Linked DNA regions of Arachis hypogaea: region 2 is linked to region 1. Evidence: chromatin contacts called from public Hi-C data. All regions are on one chromosome and are shown on one strand. Each heading gives the region's core, a stretch centred on a gene start, on an enhancer-like site or on the middle of the called end of the contact. The rest is flanking DNA. Distances are from core to core; before and after follow the strand shown. Region 1 has its middle 13 kb from the start of LOC112796451. Region 2 holds the start of LOC112796453.

Region 1 (4,894 bases), core at 1,097-3,596:
ATTTTTCACCAAATAATTTGAAGTTGCATGGAAGTTAATACCAAAAAAAAAATATATTAGGGAAGTTAATCAATTTGGGTTGTCGAGTAGTTAGCTTACTCATCCGTTTAAGCAAGTTTCGGGGCTTCAAATTATGTTTTGTATATGCAGTAATTCTTTGGCTAATGGTAGATCCTTAAATGAAGTTTAAATTTGCAGTAAATTAATTTTTAATTTGTCAGGTTAAAAAATATCGTAAAAAACAAAAAAAAAATCTTAGGGAAGTTGGAGGGGACACAGTACGCATAGTGGTGGGAAAGAGATAAAAATGACCCACTTGTAGTACTGATGCCAAGGGAGGAGACACTAGAAAGTGCTACAAATGGAACTTGAACAAATTCACCAAACCTAATATTGGTGTCAATTACCAGTGAATGAAGCAATATAAACGGTTTGCATTATTCCCCTTGACACTGGCCTGACCCAAGAAAGCACTAGTAGCGAGTTCCTTGATGAACTTGGATATTCCTCCTATAGCTTAAGCACTTCATCTCCCCCAACGGTTGTACATGCTCTAAAATCTGCAAATTATTCAATCATTGTTTCAATGCTTCCTAATGCGACGTTCAAATAATTTACTCAGGGTTGGTCAATGGGACCCCTCCACTAGTAGTTGTAGAACTCACCTTTCTCAAACTCAATGACACACATATTGCTCAAAATGGCGAATATAACATCATGCTATTTGCACGTTCGAAAATCTAAGAATTGAAAAAGGACCAAGAAAAACACATACACACTTGTGTAGCACTCAGTTATTCTGTAGTGGGTTATCATTTTATGCAATCATTATTATGGCTACTAGTATTGTCATTTTGAACATAGAAAAGTGAGTATCAATTACACAACTAAAGCTTGGTTTGGTAAAACTTTTGGAAGAGATGTTTATGTTTTTTAAAAACTCAAGTTTCTCATTTTGTGTTTAGTAAATCAAAAAGACCATGTACTTGTACTTACAACTTTTAAAAGATAGGAATACTTTTAAAAGTACCTAAGATAGAGTTTTTTAAATTTGTCTTGTGCTTTTTAAAATTTAAAAATCTAATATAATCTCGTATGTTAACTAATTTTTAAGTTTAATACTTGCATTTATGTCTATCATAGTATTTTTAAATTTTAAAAATTATTTTACCAAATGTAATTATTGTTTGTGTTTATTAAAAACTATTTTTAATTTGATTTAACAAACATAAATGCTATCATTTTTAAAAAACTCTTTTAAAAATTAATTTTTATAAATTATTTTTAAAAAATAAAAATTTTATCAAACTAAACCTAAGAAAACTTAAAGGTGAAAATAAATGGCTTATATATTTAAATATCAAAGTTGGGCCTCATTTACCAAAAACTGAGTACTAGAGCGGGTGGGTGTTATTATTTATTAAAGTTACGGTATAGGGTTTAGAGTTTATTGGTACCATGATATCAACGTCGAACAAGCATTTATCATTAATTAGCTACACAACTTCCCTGCTATTATAGTCAAGTTCCTCAGGTGTATTCATCATATTCAAGTCAATTGTGAATTATAACTTAAGGGGCTAAAAAATTAGATCTAGGTGTTGGATTCCACGTTTCGTAAGACTGAGAAAGGAAGTTGGGCATGATCCACTATGGTAGCTGAGAATGGAAAATTTGGTTTCGAGAATAAACTCCCAAGGTTCCTTGGTTATTTGTCCCGTCACGTTTAGAGAATGACAAACTAAATTGCTAAATGTAATTACTGTGCATGTTAATATATACGTGTTAAAAGATATAATTATTTATGTATTTTTAAGAATTATTTTAAATTTTTAAAATAAGTAGTTTAATGAAAATGCACTAAAAAATCCCAATGTTTCAAACAAATTTTGGATTAACTCTCCTACAAACCAAGAGAGGACGAAATTCCTTCCAAATTAATTATTTGGTTTTCATATATATTAGTTTCCTTCACATTTGATAAACAAGTTAGGTACAACATATTTGTTTGCAAATAAGTAATTTTTTTTATATTATTAACCAATAAACTAATATATATAAGATAAGATTTAAACCGATACTTGTTTAACAGTTCGGATGAGTTAATTATACCTCTAATTTAAGTTTTTTTTCTTTCTTAATTTTAAATTGTAGAAGTCTGGAAGCAAAATTTTGGTTTCCCAGCATGGACCCACAGAGCTATACCCCCACATCCTTGTCTGATAGTGGGGCAGTTAGTCAATGTGTCATATTCCAACAACACTAAAGGCTGTATCTTTTGTTTATTTTTAATTTTTTATTCTTTCCACTGATGAGCATGAGCTCATTGGATTTGATTGTTGCACCTTTTTACTACATTCATCATTCATGCATCAGACCCTATAATGCACAGAGACTAACATGGACATGGAACTTATATCAACCTACCAATTTTAATTTTTTTTTTTGGTGACTTACCAATTTTAAATTTTGATAAGACATAAAAATATATTATAAAATATAAATTATTTTTTGAATAATTTATAATATAAATTAATTTTTAATTATTTTTAATGATATAAAAATTTTAAAATATTTTTTGATAAATAATAACATATATTATTTTTAAATTTATTTTAAAAATATATATTAAAAATAAAATTAAATACATTGACAAATAATAATATTTAAATATATTTAATTTTTTTTATTAAAACATAATTAGACATAGAAAATATGTATGTTGAACAAATATCATATCTAATATATATTCGACATATAAACACGACAATTTTACAAAAGTGTGCAAACTTTATAGATCAAATCAAACCTCTCATCTACAATAATGCACACACTATATATAAGTTTATAACCTCCTTTCGTTGTGCTTCTTTGTCATCTTGAATTACTTGATCGACTACAATGTTGTATCACCAATTAAAGGAATCATTCCGATTTCGAATAAATGTCTAATTTCTGAAATTTTATTCTTTTACAAATAGGTATTTACTTAACAAATTAATGTAATATTACTATTTTTCTTTTTAGTAAGACTCCTATTTTTCAAAGATAATTTTATAATCTTTATAACTCTAATATCTTTTAAAAAAAAATTTCTCAAGTCCAAATGAAAAGTCACAAGTTGGTACTAATCTAAAAAACAGAAAGAGTATATTTTTTTTGCATACAATAGTGAGCATGATCATCTACAAGTTTTTTCTTTAATTATTATCTTTTGGTCCCAAATAATTATATATTCAGACAAAATAGTACAAAACTAAATATTATCTTTTTAACATAGTAGTTTATTTAAATAAATAATTATTTAGGACTGAAAGGGAGTGATTGTGAATTGGCAGCACCAAATCAACAAACCAAAACACTCATAAATGAGATATGTGGGACTGACGAGTGATGAGTGATGACAAAGGAAAAGCTCTCCCCTCTTCGTCTTAGTATTTGGACCTATAGGACAAGCCAACCAATGATTTTGTCCACTTTTTGTTTGTTAATTTTTTTTAAGAAAAAATATAAAATGTTTGTGTGGAAGTGTTCCACAGTCCACATGATTTGCCTTATTTCTTCCTCCTCTTTAAGTAGAGAATTGGTGTAGCTGGCAAGGATCATGATGCATGCTTAATTATTTTTTTTATATATTATTAATTTTATAATTAAAATATGTCACATATTATTTTTTTATTATAATTAAAATAAATTTTTTTCAAAACTAGAAACTTTTTTTTCACTCTTTCTCTTCTTTTATCTCTTTCTTTTTTTTTCTACTTGCTCTATTTTCTAATATATTATTATCAGAATAACAAAATAGGCAGCAAAGATAATAAGCATGTTAAAATTCGCCGGTCCAACCCGTATAACTTACCAAAAAAGCGAGTTAAACTAAAAATTTGAAATCACCATACCTAAAAAGCTCGTCTAACCCGCATTGCCTAAACCATGGACTTTGGTGGGTTTCGGCAGGTAGAGCGGGTTTCTTCGGCGAGCCCAACATTTTTTTTGTCAGGGGCGTTTTCTTTTTCAAATTCTTGAAAAAAACAAAAGCACAACCCGACCCAAAAGAAACTCTACCCTAATTCCGCTCACTCTCTGAAACTCGGACATAACACAACACACTCACACCAATGCAGTATACCACTAGTGACCACACTATCCACACACAGCCACAGGCCCTAGGTCTTAGCCGCTCCCAACCCTACTGCATTTGGCGTCCCTATTCGGCACCGTTGTCGTAGCTATCACCGACACTGTTGGCCCGTTGCTGTCCACTCACATTCACGCTCACGAGTCACGCCGTCTCGCTGCCATCTCATCGTCAGGCTCTGAGTTCGCAGTCTCGCACCTGGCAGTCTGGCACCACCGTCCCACCGCTCCTCGTCCTCGGCTACTCCTATCATAGTTGTCTTGCTGACTCGCCACTGTACCTTGATCTGTCCTCCTGGGTATTTGCCACTGCCACTACTTCGTCTAGCCATCGTCGCTGCTGCTCGTCGGTTTTGGGCTCTTGGCCATCGGCGCTGCTCCTCTGTTATCTCTGGGTCTGCCGTCTGGCCAAAGCTGCTTCTCCTCGCCTCTTCGGTCTTGGTCGTCGCCATTGTTAATCTGGAATGTTGGTTGGTTTTCTTAATGTTTTGAATTTTTTATCCTTTTCTATCTCACTTATATTTACAAAATAATGTGCATGACTAAATTAAACATTAGCATAAGTTTAGGTTTGTATCAGATAAGAGATTTAGATAAGTTTGGTTTGTTTGCTTTGATTGAATTTTACTATTTTGACAAATCTAAAATCTGATGCAAATTTTTTTGTTTGCGGTGTTTTGTTTTGCTTGATTATGGTTTGACTAAGTCAGATTGTATAATATTTGTTTTAACATTTGTAGTTATTTCGGAAAAAATG
Region 2 (4,894 bases), core at 746-3,245, 160 kb after region 1:
AAAACAAGGCTGGAATTTTGAAGAGAAAAACGTGGCTTACCTCAAGATTAATTGTATGGGTTTTGTAGAGCTCTCCACGGTGAACGCGTGACCGCAAATGGAGCGGCAATCGGAGCTCTAGATCAAAAGTTATGGTGGTTTGAAGATCAAGTGAGAGAAAGAACTTGAGAGAGTGTTCTTCCCTCCATGGCCTCCATTTTCAGCATGTGAGTGTGTTTAGTAAGGAGAGAGAATGCTGAAAACTAGGGTTTTGGTCTAGTTATGTTGGGCCAAGGGCCCACTTTGGGTCCGGTTGGCCCGGTTTGGCCCGTTCGGTCCAATCTTGGTCCGAATTCTATAAAATTGGTACCGAAATTCTCGTCTCAATCTCCTCTATCACATTTAGCCATAAAAATCACATTTTGGGCTTTCTAGAATAAATTCTCATTTATGGGTTAATTAGCCGTTAATTAACCGGGTTTTACACAAAACGTTGCGTTTCATTTAATTACCTTACCGTCGGATTTTTCGCCCCTGAATCCGACGGTAATGATCGCGCCAGTTTTTTTTCATACAATTATTACTAGGAAATTACCCGTCGAAAAATTGAATTTGACAGTAACATTTTTACCCGACGAATTTATTGCCAAATCTTCCAGTAAATCTGTTAGTAGACCCGCCGCTAACCTCCGACGCTAGATCCGACGATATTCAGCGTTTTTCTTATAGTGATAAATCCAATAGCTACCATCATGAAAGCAGTTATCTCAAAAACAGATTTAAAAAAAGCCAACATGAAGGAAGATAATAATAGATAGCCAGCAAATATAAATCAAAGTAACAGTGGGAGAATTACCTAGAGACCACCACCAAGTCTATGGCAAAAGGCAAACACTGATGCCACGTATAAGAAGGATGATGCAGTAGGGGTATCACCGATAGTGGTTTGGGATTCTTTTGAAAATATTCTAACGAGAAGTTTTACCAAATTCAAAACCACATCTAGCTTGGCTGCTGAAGCACATGGAATGAGAAATGCTTTAATAGTGGTTTCAGAATTCTCACCAATTCAGAGTTCATCGGTTATAGTAGTTTCAAAGTTCCCACCAATTCAGAAGAACCAGTTGCATCTTCATCTCGTGCCTAGTAGAGAGGAACTACAAAGGACAAAAGTGAAGCAGAGATGAAAGGTCAACTTTGGAGGTCGTAGTGGCGGAAGCAAGGACGTCAGTGGATACGGAGGCATCGGCGGTGACAGGACTGACTGTAACAGAGTCAACGACAGCAGTGCCATTGCCAGGGAGGAAGGAAGATTCGCACATTTTTTCACCTTGAAGGAGCAGGAGAAGACAAGCATCAATGATGGAGTTTTGATAGTGAATCGGGTCAGGTAGTGGTTCGATTTCGATTTTTGTTTTGTTTGGGCAAGTCCTTGGTTCTAAGTCTTGACAAAAAAAAAAAAATTCAATTTAAAGAGCATACAAGTAACTCTATCCTTAAAAGAGAATTACGCACAATAAGTAGAATTTAATCTCTTAAACTTTTTCAACCACGCCAACAAAAATGGTCATCATTGTACAATCTACTAATGAGGAATTTACCCAAAGAGATTAACAACTTTCATCTCTTTTATAAATATCTACTTTAATCGAGTAATTTTCATCAATTCTTTAAGTTACATCTATTTTATTCCTAAATTTGTTGATTTTGACATTAGAATTTTTTACAGATACATCCAATTACGGTTCAAACGTGTCTTTAGAACTCTTTAATCCTCATCATTCTAGACTCAATAAATCTCATCAATATAAATAAACACCTCAAAATAAATATCAATAATTAAAATATAAGCTTTATTCATTTATATAGAATTATTTAAGTGTAAAATTTATAGATTAGTATTTTTTGTATGAGAGTCCTATTAAATAATACATATGTGATTAGTTTTCCAATTTATTCGATCAAAAATAAAATCCTTACTTTAAAAAAAAATAATTTCAATATTTTTTAATCAAGCGAGAATATCAATTTGAGATAGAGCAAAGGTCTGGTTTTGAATTTGGACGAAAGAAAAGAAGAGAAAAAAAAAACCAATTATTAATCTCAAAAAATGGGGGAAGAAAAACATTTTTCCAGGTAGTATATATTAAATTGAATTTAAAACTAACGGGCGGCGTCACAAACTCACCGAGTTGAAGAAGCGACAAAAACCGCTGAAAGGGGAACCCCGCCCCACGCGACGGAGATTTTTCCCCGAAAACTCAATTTCCCAAGCAGAAGATGGCGAAAGAAATTGAATCTCTGACAGAAGACGAAAGACGCGCACTTCGCGGAAGCAAATTCGCCCCTCTCCCTTCTCTTCCTCGCTCCAGTTCCCACTCCCAACCCAGGTTCTTCTCTTTTTTAGGGCTCATATTCAAAATTCAACACTTAAAATTAATCCATATTCTCTTCAAGTTTCGATATCATTGAATCAATTTTATTTGGTCTTATGCGAAAATTCTTTGATTCCGTTTATAGGTTGGCACATCCCGGTGGACCATTGGCGACTAATAAAGCTGCGGCATTGGCGAAGTTTCTGGAGCGGAAGCTGAAGGAGCCTAATGGATTGGCTTCCATGAACCCTGATTTGCTTGAACTTGCTGTCAATAACGCCAAAAGGACCGTCTATGCAAGTAACAATAAGTCAATAACACTTACAATGCAACTCATTTTCCTTTTATTTTCTTCCTGTAATTTATTTTGGTTTATGAAAATTTCTTCCCCATTTTTTTTTTTATATCAAAACCGCCCTATGAAAACGTCCTTTTGGTCTCATTGGTGTTTTTATGGACATGAAAACCTGCATCTGTCAGTAGTTCCGCTTTAATTTCATTGCTGCAATTATTTGCCTACAAATGCGTGGTTTTACTTTGTGATTATTGTAGGTGTTTTACTTGCTTGACATGGTAAATTTATATGATTTATCTATTGCCATTAGTAGTTGCTTATAATTATATGGTTTCCTTTTAGTTGGTTTATGATTCACAATTCATATTGCTGGTTTTTGATGGTTGTTAGTAATATACTGATACTAATATGGGTGCGTCTTATGTTAACCTGGTATCAAAAGCTCCAGGTTAATCCTAGCCACTCTCAGTGACACTTAGTTTCTCCCTCATGATTTTTTTTTTTTAATTGAAAACATAAGACTCCCACTACCTCTTCCCCAAGCCTTCACCATTGTCCAATCGACCTCTTCTTTTTTTAATTTTTAGAAGAAGAACCTGATGTTGAGGAATTCAATGAAAATTCAAATCTCAAATTGTTCCACACAACTCCCTTGTCAAACCACGTGCTAGTTGCGTCAACCATCAACTTTAGCATCCTTGTCATAGTCACGTAGGTGGAAGCCGTGGTCCTCTCATAAGCCAGCGGCATCAAACGTCTTGAAAAGAGGTGTTGCAGGATTGGTTAGTAGTTGAGAAGGAAGTGAAAGAAGTGGGGATGCAGGAAAAACGAAATGTTCTGAGCATGAGAGTAAAATGGTGTTGGAAAACTAATTTTTTATCCCAACAATTGATTGTGAATGAATGGCTCAAATTGGTGCAATTGACTGTTAGTTTTTTCCAGCAACAGGGAGGATCTATTCCCCTGTGCATTAGTGCGCCTGAAGTTGTCTTTGCAGAGGGCGGCACAAGGATCCTCACAATGTCCGAGGGGCTTTGAGGGGAGGAGCCAATGGGTGATCACATGCTAATTATATCCTGTGGGACATGACCAATACTTTCACTTTACTGCAATGGGGGAAGTCACTAGTTACCATGATTTCTATAAGTGTCTATATTAATGTTCAGGAAATCTTTTGTAATCTTGTACTATATTCAGCAGCATATCTGTGTATCCCTGAGCTTACCACTTCACAGTTTGTAACTTATGTGCATCTTCTCTTATGTCTCTATTTTCGCTTATTAAGTTTTAAAAATGCAAAACACTAGCTTTGTGTTGGACACTGCATTAAAGTGAATTTGCATGATACTCATAAGTTGTGATCTTTAATGAACCTTTTCATCTTCAGGTGGTACTTCTAATCCCGAAAGAATTGTTCGACATGTGGACTCCTTTGGTGACTCTGATTCAAAGGTTCTTGATTCTTCATTACCATTCATAGTTCTGGATGTCTGTTAATATATCTCCCTCAGCCTTCTATACACATTCATGTCTAATCTGGACAGGATTCTAGTGATGAAGAACAGAATGAGATTTCCAAGGTAAAGGAACACAAGAAGATGAAGAAGAAGGCGAAGAAGAAAGACAAACAGAAAAAGAAAAAGAAAAAACGAAAGGTCATTTACTACTTATTGTTATTTTGTTATTTGTATCGGATTTGTTAAAATAAGTAACAAGGTTTGTTGTTCTGCAGGGTGCTGAGGACCCTGGATGTGCTGTGGTGAAAAAGCCAAAAAAATTCTGATTAGTTTTGTTCTGCTAGATTTTTATAATAACAAGGAGTGAAGAGAAATTGTTTCATAGGAAGAAGACAGAAAAGAGGAGAAGGGGGGGGGGGGGGGGGGCTCTTCTCTTTTCCTGTTTCGAAGTAAGAAAATTTATTATTCAGGAGGATTTGTAACATTAAGTTGTTAGCAAGACTTGCCGAGACTTGCCGACTTCGTGAAAGAATATGTAAACACAGATACGTTACAAATTTGTAGAATTTCAAAATTTTCCCTCGTAATATAGATAAATTACAAAAAGAGAACTCTAACTACTTTGCTTTCTTATTAAAATTTTATTGATTAAGCATTTTAGTTACAGAACTCCTAATTAAAATAGTAGTGACTAAGGTGATGGTTTTTTTGGCGGGCTCAAGTTTTAAGCCCGACTTATATTTTTTAGCAGGTTAAAGGAATCGGCCTAGTGATTTTTGTTCTGTTTG

The links. Hi-C and Micro-C count contacts between places; a contact is called where the count stands out from the background.
Region 2: a contact with region 1 is called in a Hi-C map of leaf, with 4 times the contacts expected there. The contact joins the promoter of LOC112796453 here to the enhancer-like site in region 1. A contact is called at or near these places in 4 of 8 Hi-C or Micro-C datasets (leaf and an unstated tissue).

What each region holds. Positions count from the first base shown.
Region 1 is chr4:19,748,160-19,753,053 of arahy.Tifrunner.gnm2.J5K5, forward strand. No RefSeq gene overlaps it. Among protein-coding and RNA genes, the nearest start is that of LOC112796451, 13 kb to the left of the region's middle. Within about 2 kb of position 2,347, at least 2 of the 3 cell types and tissues checked have open chromatin away from gene starts, as enhancers often do.
Region 2 is chr4:19,912,094-19,916,987 of arahy.Tifrunner.gnm2.J5K5, forward strand. LOC112796453 reads left to right here and starts at 1,996. Exons shown (of 5, transcript XM_025838911.3): 1 at 1,996-2,369; 2 at 2,500-2,654; 3 at 4,037-4,101; 4 at 4,194-4,304; 5 at 4,382-4,717. The coding sequence starts at 2,260. The coding sequence ends at 4,432.